Regions from separate parts of the Macaca mulatta genome. Here all the other regions are linked to region 1. A link is a contact called in public Hi-C data. All regions are on one chromosome and are shown on one strand. The core of a region is the stretch at or near the end of the contact, and the rest is flanking DNA. Distances in the headings are between cores, read along the strand shown. Region 1 holds the start of SH2D6 (SH2 domain containing 6). Region 2 holds the start of MAT2A (methionine adenosyltransferase 2A). Region 3 holds the start of TGOLN2 (trans-golgi network protein 2).

Evidence for each region. A called contact is a pair of places that touch in the nucleus more often than the background predicts.
Region 2: a Hi-C map of blood shows a contact between it and region 1, with 6 times the contacts expected there. The contact joins the promoter of MAT2A here to the promoter of SH2D6 in region 1. A contact is called at or near these places in 11 of 14 Hi-C or Micro-C datasets (CD4 T cells, blood, cortical neurons and 6 more) and 1 of 4 datasets of contacts at active chromatin or transcription factors (excitatory neurons).
Region 3: a Hi-C map of blood shows a contact between it and region 1, with 3 times the contacts expected there. The contact joins the promoter of TGOLN2 here to the promoter of SH2D6 in region 1. A contact is called at or near these places in 2 of 14 Hi-C or Micro-C datasets (blood and liver).

The regions. Positions count from the first base shown.
Region 1 is chr13:38,977,332-38,980,840 of T2T-MMU8v2.0, reverse strand. SH2D6 (SH2 domain containing 6) reads left to right here and starts at 1,982. Exons shown (of 18, transcript XM_077959143.1): 1 at 1,982-2,158; 2 at 2,869-2,971. It also overlaps a transcript of CAPG not described here.
Region 2 is chr13:38,857,150-38,860,658 of T2T-MMU8v2.0, reverse strand. It overlaps MAT2A (methionine adenosyltransferase 2A), which reads left to right and starts at 1,849. Exons shown (of 9, transcript NM_001195289.1): 1 at 1,849-2,030. The coding sequence starts at 1,940.
Region 3 is chr13:39,071,911-39,075,419 of T2T-MMU8v2.0, reverse strand. It overlaps TGOLN2 (trans-golgi network protein 2), which reads right to left and starts at 1,892. Exons shown (of 4, transcript XM_002799323.4): 1 at 1,820-1,892; 2 at 471-1,588. The coding sequence starts at 1,865. It overlaps ELMOD3 (ELMO domain containing 3), which reads left to right and starts at 1,958. Exons shown (of 12, transcript XM_077959121.1): 1 at 1,958-2,061; 2 at 2,763-2,793.

The DNA.
Region 1 (3,509 bases), core at 733-3,232:
TTGCAGAAACAGTACTGAGTACTGGTAGATGCTGCAACCTAGATGAATTTTGAAAACATATTGCTAAGTGAAAGAAGCCAGTTACAAAAGACCACATATCATATGGTTCCATTTATATGAAATGTTCACAAAAGCCAAATCTATAGAAAGTAGATTAGTGGTTGCCTAGGGCTGAAGAGGATGGAGGGGGCTGGGGAAGGGACTGCTAATGGGTACAGGTTTATTTTGGGGATGATGAAGTGTTCCAAAATTAGATTTATGATAATGGTTACACAACTCTGAACATACTAAAACACTGAATTGTACACTTTAAATGGGTGAATTATATGGTATATTATATCTCAATAAAATTGTCAACAAGCAAACAAAAAGTGAAAGGGCTCTGTAACCTTTGAGTTTCCTGACCCATCTGCACCCCACTTAAAAAAATTAAAAAGGTCTAGGGAAATCCGATCACCCAGCTTCTCCCAAAGGGGATTTCTTACATAACTATAGTAAGTGTACCTTCCCTTTTCCTTTTTTTTTTTTTTTTTTTTTGAGACAGAGTCTCACTGTGTAACCCAGGCTGGAGGGTAGTGACAAAATCACACAATCTCAGCTCACTGCAACCTCTGCCTCCTGGGTTCAAGCGATTCTCCTGCCTCAGCCTCCCAAGTAGCTGGGATTATAGGCATGTGCCACCACTCCCGGATAGTTTTTGTATTTTTAGTAGAGATGGGGTTTCGACATGGCTGGTCTTGAACCCCTGATGTCAGGTGGTCTGCCCGTCTCGGCCTCCCAAAATGCTACTGCGCCCGGCCATACCCTCCCTTTTAAGGCGAGGCTCTTGAAGGCCCAGACCTTTTCTCCAGTGCTTTGAGGTCTGATCCTGATGATAGTAACACCTCACTCATACTATGGACTTTACAGTTCACAAAACACCCTCCTCACCCCCTCCCAAACTCGGTTTATTTTTATCATTAAAGGAGAGTTGAAGGCCAGGGTAGACCATAGGTTTTCCTGGTCACAAGAGACTTCCTCCCTCCCTGGGCTCCCCTCTGTAGCGGTGCCAAATAAAAATTTGATCCGTCAAGCCTGTGGTAACCAGTGCTAATATGCACAGCCAGTCCTGGGCAAGCCTGTTCATTATTGTGAAACACTACTGATTGCACACTCTTACATCGAAAGGGCCCAGGACCTCGCCTGGCCCAGCCTTGCCTGCCAGGCCTGGGCTGGGTCTCTCAGTCCAAATTCTCACAAGAGGGCCGACTCAGGCCAGAGCGCGCCCCTCTTTGTGCCTCAGTTTGCCCACCTAGAGGTTAGTCCCGCAGGCGTGGCGGGTACATCTCAGGATCGGCAGAAAGTGCCACTGGGAGCCCAGCCGGAGTCGCGGGCCTTGCGCCGGGCCCACTGTCCAGATCCAGGGCTCACGAGAAAAACGAGGACTCAGGAGAGGGGCACGCCCGGCCAGGGCCCTAGAACCCTACGAACTACAAAATCCCAGCAGACAGTGGGCCGCGGGGCGGGGTCTCGGAAGTTGCGGCCTGCGGTGCCTTTGCTGAGTCCCCGGAAGGCCTTCGGGGACTGGAGAACCACAACAGACCGGACACACACACACACACAGTCTCTCACACACACGGTCACACACACACGCTCGCGCGCGACGGGGAGCACAACAAACCCCCCCCGGACACACACAGTCACACACACACACGCTCGCGCGCGACGGGAACACAACAGACCCCCCCCCACCCGGACACACACAGACACACACACACACACACACACACACAGACACACACACACGTACGCGCGCACACACACACACACACACACAGACACACACACACGTACGCGCGCACATACACACACACACACACACACACACACACACACACGCGCGCGCGCCCGCGCGTTCTGGCCGTACCCCTACAAACTACAAATCCCGGCAGGCAGCGGGACGTGGGGCGGGGCCTTGGGTGCTGATCCGGACGCAAAGATTGTACCAGGCAGGGTGGGGTTCCGGTGGCTGGGTGGAGGCTCTCCTGCTGGGGAGGAGATGGCCTTCTCTTCTCACAAACCCAGCTCCCCACCCCTGCACGCGCCGCTCTGCTCTGGAGTCGCTGGTCCGAGCCCTCCTTCTCTGCGAACCTGAGCCCCGCCATGTCCTCCCTACGAGGTTGGGGCCGTGGGAGAAGAAGATGGTGGGTAGGGGGTTGGGCCCACAAGCTAGTAGGGACGCAGAGTGGCCTCCTGAACCCTTCCTCCATCGCCTAGAGCAAACTCCCATTCCTGGAGGTAGGAGCAGCCCAGACCCTGAGACTGAACTAGGTCCGTTAGGGTCCCTGTGTGGCCTGCAGGACTCATGGAGAAGCCCCCGGAAGGCCTGGGTCCTCCAAGTCAGGGATGTAGGTTCCAGGGTGTTCAGGCCGCGGTATCTGACCATCGTCGGCGCCCTGCGCCCAGGCATCAATTTTGCATGGCAGAGTCAAGGTGAGGTTAGGAGGCTGCCCGGAGGTAATAACCAGGTCACTCGCATTCACCATGCTCTCTCTCAAAGCACTCTCCTCACACCTCAGGGTCAAAAGTCAGAACTCTTGTCCTAACTTCCCAGGTTGCCCAAGGAGCTTCTGAGGCGCTACAGAAGGGACTTACCCAGACCCTTCAGTGCAAGCCAGGAACTCAGGGTCCGGCCTGCTCGGTGGGATGAGCTGTGCTGAGGCCCTACTTCATCCACCCTCCTGGGCCAGGGCGGCCTCTTTCCAGAGGCCTCTTCTCAGCTGATTTCTGGCTCCCAAGTGGGAGACTCAGGTTACACCTGTATCGGGAGCAGTGACACCACAGTGGCCAGCAACTCATTGGACTTTCTGTCTCCAACTCCATTTTCAGCTTTTACACTTCCTGATCTCGGCATATACTGCTACATCCTGGATCATCAAGGAAGGAGGAAAATACTTAGTCAATGAAGGTTTAGCCATGACCTTGTGTGTCGGTGAGATGTCATTCTTGTGTGATTAGGTCTAGGCGACCTACTTCCTAGAAATACTTCATTTAATCTCTAAACAACCTAGAAACAGCTCCAGAAGGGATATTCAAAGTAGATTGCCCAGACTCTCTTGATAGCAGATGTGGGGTTCATATTAACTGGTCGAGTGGTCTCTAAGCATGCCCATTTCTGCTTGGGAAGTTCTCAAAGGTTCGGTTTTCTGAGTGTTTCTGTTACAACAATCAGCCTTTTGTTGAGTAGCTCTTCTGCCCCTAGAGACGAGAGATAGGTACCATAGAAACTTGGAGACAGCTATTGACTAAGCCCCTGGACTCTTTAATAAGAGTGCATTCTCTCTTTTTTTTTGAGACGGAGTCTCGCTCTGTTGCCCAGGCTGAAGTGCAGTGGTGCAATCTCGGTCCACTGCAACCTCTGCTGCCTAGCTTAAGTGGTTTTCCTGCCTCAGCCTCCCAAATAGCTGAGATTATGGAATTACAGATGCACACCACCATGCCTGGCTAAATTTTGTATTTTTAGTAGAGAT
Region 2 (3,509 bases), core at 600-3,099, 120 kb after region 1:
ACTCCCTAATAAAATAACCTTCTAATTATATTCTGGCTTCCCATATAGATTTTTCTGCTGGGAAATAATGCACTGACCAGCCTACACACGCATTTTGTTCCAGTTGACAATTTTATTGCTCATTGTAAGTTAACTGGCATTCTGCTTAAAAAAAGATAACAAACAAAAAAATTTAATGGTCTTACACAGTTGCTTTCCCATGAAGGGTTAGCTTGAAAAGTAAAAAGCAACGAATAAAAATATCATGATCTATTGTCTCTTTTGTGGTCGAACCTTTTCTTGCTGGCTGCTTTGAGCGACCGTGGATGTGGTCACTGAGGATGGTGATAAGCCCTTTCTTTACCTTCTTTGTCGGTGTTCCCAGCACAGCTCAAGTGCTTCCTTTGTTTCCCGCTGAGCCTTTAGCAAATCCCACCTTTCCTCCCTCACCGGCGGAGAGGATTGTTCTAGGGAATGCACCTCGTTCTACTGCCTCCAGCAGTAGGCAGCTGGAGACTGTTACTAGGGGTCTCCTTCACCTCCCCAGCGTAAAGTGCATCCCATGCTAGGCGCAGGCCGTTCTCTGAGAACCTCATTAAACCCGGCGTTCTTGTCACGCGCTGCGCCCAGGGCCACCTGGCCACCGGGCCACCAGCCCCTGACCAGACTTGCACTGAGGCCCAGCCCCAGAACAAGCTGCGGAGACCCCCGCCCCCAAGGCGGGCTCCCTCCAAACGGGACTCCCTACTCCTTGCTGGCTCAATTTTTGTTTCGCTCTTTTTCCCTGTCTATAATTCCTTTATTGGGCAAAACTGGGACAAACGCAGGTGGACATTTTAAAGTGAAAGCTTAATGAAACAGCCCATTCCACGCCGTCGAGAGTTGTACTTAAGCACATTCAAGGGAACTAATAGCCCCCACCCACCAAAAAAGAAATGTTCGTTCCATATTCTCCTGAACAGAGGATTGAAACATCGATTTTTTTTCCCCCTTCAAAGGCACAGTTAGGCCACGGGGCAAGGACGGCCTTGGGAGCGGCCTCCTTTCTCTCTGGGGAGAAAGGCTGGAGCGCTGCCTCCACTTTAAGTCCACGAAGGGCGAGGGGCGAGGGTCCCTCAGAAAGTTGAGCGCAGGGGAGCGAGGAGGAGGGCGATTGTTTAAATCGATGGCAGCACCCTCATTAATCTGCTTTCTGGCCATCTTCAGCAGAGCCATTCACCAGGAAATGACTAGAAGGTGGGCCGGCGCTCCTCAGATTTCCCGGGGCCGGCAGCAAGCCGGGCGGGGACGCCGAAGGAAGACCGTGAGGAGCCCTCGCTGGCCAGCCAAGATGGCCACCTTCACATGGCCGACCGCCACCGGCTCCCTGCCACCCGGCATCTAGAGGCGGGGCGGCCAGAAAGACCCCAGCCGAAGCACAAAACCTCCGCGATTCCCGCCGCCTCCGCTGGGGGACGCGACCTCCGGGAAAGCTATCCCGGCCAACGGTCGGAAGGGAGGTGCCATGTCACAGCACAGGGGAGCGGGTCCGGCAAGCCCCAGTCGCTTTTTCTCCCACATCAAACAAGGAAGAGCAAAACCCCCCGTCTCCTCGCGTCTGCATTTTTCCCCTAGCTCTAGCGGCTCAATATAACTAAACGGTCTCTGGAGGGCCGGGTTGCGTCGGTCCCTCCCGCGGCCGCGCAGTGTGGTTCAGCCCGGGCTCCGCGGGGCGCGCTGCCCTTCCTCCCCCGACCCCCGCGCAAGTGGTGCATTGGCGCGCGGCGCCGAGAGGCGGGGCCCGAGCCGGGCGCGCGCGGGCGGTGCTCTATAAATACCGGGCCGCGCCGCCCGCCGCTTCGTTCGCTCCGCGCCGCCCGCCTGCTCCGAGTAGGACGCTGTCCGCAGCTTGCGCATTTCGCAGCCGCTGCCGCCTCGCCGCTGCTCCTTCGCAACGCCACTTCCACTCACCGACACCAACATGAACGGACAGCTCAACGGCTTCCATGAGGCGTTCATCGAGGAGGGCACGTTCCTCTTCACCTCAGAGTCGGTGGGGGAAGGCCACCCAGGTGAGGGGACGACCTGAAGCGAAGCGTGGGGCGGGGCGGAAGGCAGCGCCGATGTCCGGCCGGCGGCGGGTCCCGCGCGGGTTGTCCTCGTCCGCCCGGTGGTGGGAAGAGCGGCGACCGCGCGCTTTTCTCCTGGCGCCGCCAGGGCCTGGCGCGTGGCCGCCGCTCCTCTTCCCCCTCCCTTTCCTCTTTTCCCCTTCCCACTCCTCCCCTTCCATTCGGTCGCGCGCCTCGGCATGCGGAAGGTTCCAGAAAACGAGAAGGGCGGGGGCTGTGGTCGCTAACGTGTTCTAGCCGGGAAGGGAGGGCACTGTTAACCCCTCCAGGTCATGCCGTCTGACAAACGTGGAGTGGGCGACCCGAGCCGCCCCGCGTGCTCGCGTCCGGCCCGCGGGAGCGCGCGCCCCGCATTGCAGCGGCGACCACGTGTTTGCCGCATGTGGTATCTGGGCGAGGGGGAGCCGTGGGCCTCCCCGGCCCTCCTGGCCCTCGGTTTGAGGGGTGGGGGGCCCATGCCTCGCGACGTCGTCTGGCTCCACTGCCTCAGTGGTTAGGTCTTGACCACACACTGGAGAATACGCACATGCCCTTCGGCGGATATGGCCTTGCCTTCAAGGTGATGGCCTCTGACTAAATATAGCGCATGTGGAAGAAGGCAGTCCTTATTTGGACCCCTTGTGAAAAGGATGGGAAGTATGAATTAGGAGCTGCCATTGCTTTGGGTTCCCTTTTAAATTCTTCGGTGCTGCCGTTAGGCAGGGTTTTACTTCAGACTTTGTCCGCTTAACCGCCATTATGGGGATCAATTGGCACGTGAAGGAGGAGTAACGCTATTTCCAGGAACTGAAAATCTAAGCCTGAGCACATCGGCTAGTAAAGATGTTTATTTGGCTACTAAATTAGGCTGTTTCTGCCCTTAGAATGACCGCAGTAGCTATCTGGTGGCTTTAGGGTCTGGTCAGTTTACTGTGCCCATGATGAAATCCCGTTAAGTAACTTAGTGATCTGAGAGGACAAACCCAGGATCTAGATGAGTGCTGAAGGTTAGCTGTTACCCCAGTTAGTAGTAGACTGAAGTCTTAAGCCTGCAGTCTGGCTTCCACATTATGTTTGGATTCTGTTTTGGGTGGTTATAGAAAATTGAGAAAAACGAACTTGAATTGGGGGATTTTTTTTTTTCTTCCTCCTAAACAGTAGATGATAAAGCAGGGAGAAGTTGGACATGGATACGTTTGAGCATTTTCTAGAATTGTAGAAAATACGTTTGAGGATTTTCTACACTGTTGAGCTCTTGTTTCCTGCCTCCTAATAACAAAATCAGATAATTGCCATTTTAGTCACAAAATGCCTTTTCTTTAATTGTTTAATTGAATTCTCTTGTTGCTCATTATAATTGGTGCTCCTTAAGATTAGGGAAACTGGCCTGTGGCCTCAGTTCTACTAGAACCCCAGGTGCACAGGGGTTTGGTACAGTTTTGG
Region 3 (3,509 bases), core at 643-3,142, 95 kb before region 1:
TGGGCTCCTTGTTGCTGGTATTGAAGATGCAGTAATTGAAACTATTCTTTGTGCCACTGATGGAAGAGAGAATGTTGGGAAAGGAAACTAGAAATGATATGTCGTCTCAAGAATGGAAATAGGATGGAAGGTACGTGCTTTAACTGTCAAGTACTCAGGTCCTCTGAGGCTGTGAAGGGCCCAAGTGCAAAGTTATGGGAGGAGATTCCACGTCAGGTCAGATCCTAATAATGGCCTAACTTGGCTCCTAATGCAGTAGCAGAGGACACTCAAAGTAAATAGATGACAGGATGAAAACACGATTCACAAAACAAGAGTAAAAAGGCCTAATGGGGCCCGAGGAAAAAAACTGAAGTTTGTTTTAAAGTCCCCAGTGCTCACGGGCATCCAGTGATAGGATACCCACCCAAACCCAAGCTTCCAGGGTGCTGGAAACCCCACTCCCCTCCCGAAGGCCGCTCTAGACCTACCTTCCGCTTGTTGTGATGAGCGATATAGAGGACTGCCACAAGAATGGCTGCAGTCACCAGATATGCAAAGAAGTGGCTGCTCTCCGCGCTGGCATTTCCAGAACTCTCCCTATAATGGTCATCCTTCTCGCTACCCCTGGAATCCAAAAGTGTCCCTTCACGGTTTTCATTGGAGGCAGAACCGGACATCTTTTCTTTCTCTTCTTTGGGCGGTGAGCCCTCCTCGGGTCCTGTATCATCATCTTCAGCCTCTTTGGGCTCCACATCCTCAGTAGGCTCTGAAGACTTACCTTCCTCCTGCGGGGAAGAAATGAGGTCAGTGTCCTCCCCAGATTCGGTTTTGAAAGCATGAGGAGAAAGCTTCCCTTTGTCAGCTAACTGGTTTGTGTCAGCCTTGGGGAGCTCCTTGTTATCAGAAGGGTTGGAGACGGGCTTGGAATGGTCTTTCCTGGAAGGCTGCTCTGGAACCACCTTGCCAGGGCCGTCTTTTGGGGTCTGCTCCTCCGCATCTGACTTGCTAGACCCGTCTATTGGGCCCTGCTCCTCTGCACCGGACTTGTTAGCGGCGTCTTTGGGAGTCTGCTTCTCCGCACCTGACTTGTTAGGGACGTCTTTTGGGATCTGATCCTCCGCACCCGACTTGCTAGAGCCGTCGGCACCCGACTTATTAGGGACGTCTTTTGTGGTCGGCGCCTCCGCACCCGATTTGCTAGTGCTGTCTTTCGTGGTCTGCGCCTCCGAACCCGACTTGCTAGGGCTGTCTTTTTGGGTCTTTGCCTCCGCACCCGACTTGCTGGAGCTGTCTTTTGTGATCTGAGCCTCCGAACCTGACTTGCTAGAGCTGTCTTTTTGGGTCTTTGCCTCCGCACCCGACTTGTTGGGGTTGTCTTCTGGGGTCTGCGCCTCCGCACCCGACTTGCGAGGGCTGTCTTTTGAAGTCTGCGGCTCTGGATCCGACCTGCTAGGGCTGTCTACTGAAGTGTGCGGCTCCGGATCCGACTTGGTAGAGCCTCCAGGCCGTTGGCTCAAGGTGGGGTAAGTAGAGACGTTTTCTGTAGAAGGCCGAACTCCAGCTTCTTCTTTCTTGACACTTGCGGTGTCCGAGAGCGGCGCGGCTCCTAAAATAGAAAAACGACTTAGCACCAGAGAAGGGCAGGCCGGAAGAAGGAACTCCTCAGAGCTGGAAGATATTGGGAGCAGCGGGGAAACAGGGATTGGGGGGTGGGGCGGGAGATGATGGCGAGCGGAGAGGTGGGTCGGGCAGGGAAGAAGCGAGCCTAGAAGTTACCTGCCCAGGTGAGAATGGGGGATCTGGGGGCAAGAGTGGGATGCTGGATAGAGGGTCTTACCAGCCGCTGCGACGCTCAGGAGGACTAACGCAACCACGAACCTCATCCTGCTCGAATAGCGCTTCCGCCCTCTAACGCTCTCGCGAGATCCGCGCGCGGGGCCCCTCTCCAGTCCCGCCCCTGCTGCGCGCGTCTTTCCGTCTCCGGCTTCCGCCAAGACAAAGGGCGAGATTTGCGGGGGCCGCTGCTGCTGATGTCTACGCTCGCCTTCAGCTGCGGTGGTTACGGTCGCTGAGTGGAAGGTGAGCCTTTTCTTCCTGGTTTCTCGTCTCTACCACAGCCGCAACAGACTGGCCCTCCGTTTTTCGTCCTCTCCGCTGCGTACTTCCGAGACGTTACAGGCAGAGCTGGAGCTCCCTGGCCTCTCGCACTGGCCGCGGAAGTGAGGTCGCTAGGGGCAGGCGCCTCTTGGCCACCACCATCCTGTGCTTGCGTTTCTATGCTCTGCTTTTTTCGTGTTTCCCTCTTGGTAGTATACAAACATGCGGTGCTCTGGTCTCTCCCATGTGGGAACAAATCCATCCGATCACCTACAAAGCGTTGCCTTCGCATCCCGGCCCTCCTCCTTCCCGCCTCCACAGAGACTGTGTTCTCCGAGGTCGCCAAACATGTTTTCCAAAAAGTGCAGCCTTTTTCTGGTCGTAAAAGTACAGAAGCAGAAAACAAAACCTGACTGCCACCCTTCCGGGATAATCACTATTAATGTTTTAGTGTATTGTCTGCCCTCTAAACATTTAATGTTTTTTGAATAGATAGTACGGTATAATGTTTCAGAAATGATAACCAGATTTTAAAGTAAATAGACCTTTCTTAGAAGAGTCTTCCTACTCCTCCACAGGTTACCGCTTACATTAGTTTATTATGTTTCCATTTAGTTTTGTAAAAAAAAAAAAAAAAAGGACACTTTCCCTTCTTAATTAGTGTATTTCTCTTTTCTATGCAGATTTATTTTCTCCGCATATTGGGATAATCAGGTAAATGGTTTTGTATCCCACCGTTTACAGTTACTGTTATGTTTATACATTAAATGTTTGAAATCACTTTATGAACGATTGCCAGGCTTGGTGCTTAGGAGACAGTGATTTAAGAAATGATAGGTCTTAAATGAAATTACATCAAGTTAAAAAGCTTCTGCACAGCAAAGGAAACAGTGAAGAAACAACCTACATAATGGGAGAACTATTCGCAAGCTATCCATCCGACAAGGGATTAATAACTAGAATATATAAGAAACTCAAGGAAAAAAATATAATTAAAAAATGGGCACCAGCCAGGGCAACATGATGAAACCCTGTGTCTACCAAAAATACAAAAAATTAGCCGGGCATGGTGGCCTGTGCATCTAATCCCAGCTACTCAGAAGGCTGAGGATAGGAGGATTATTTGAGCCTGGGAGGCGGAGATTGCAGTGAGTGAGCCAAAATCTTATCACTGCGTTCCAGCCTAGGCAACCATCCCAAAAAAAGAAAAAAAAAATGGGCAAAAGACCTGCTGAATAGACGTATCTCAAAAGATGACATACAAATGGCCAACATAGAAATGGTACGTGAAAAGATGCTATCACTAATCGTCAGGGAAATGCAAATCCAGACCACAATGAGAGATCATCTTAGCCCAGTTAGAATGGCTGTTATCAAAAGAAAAAAAAAATACATAATGTTGACAAGGATGAGAAGAAAAGGGAATGCTC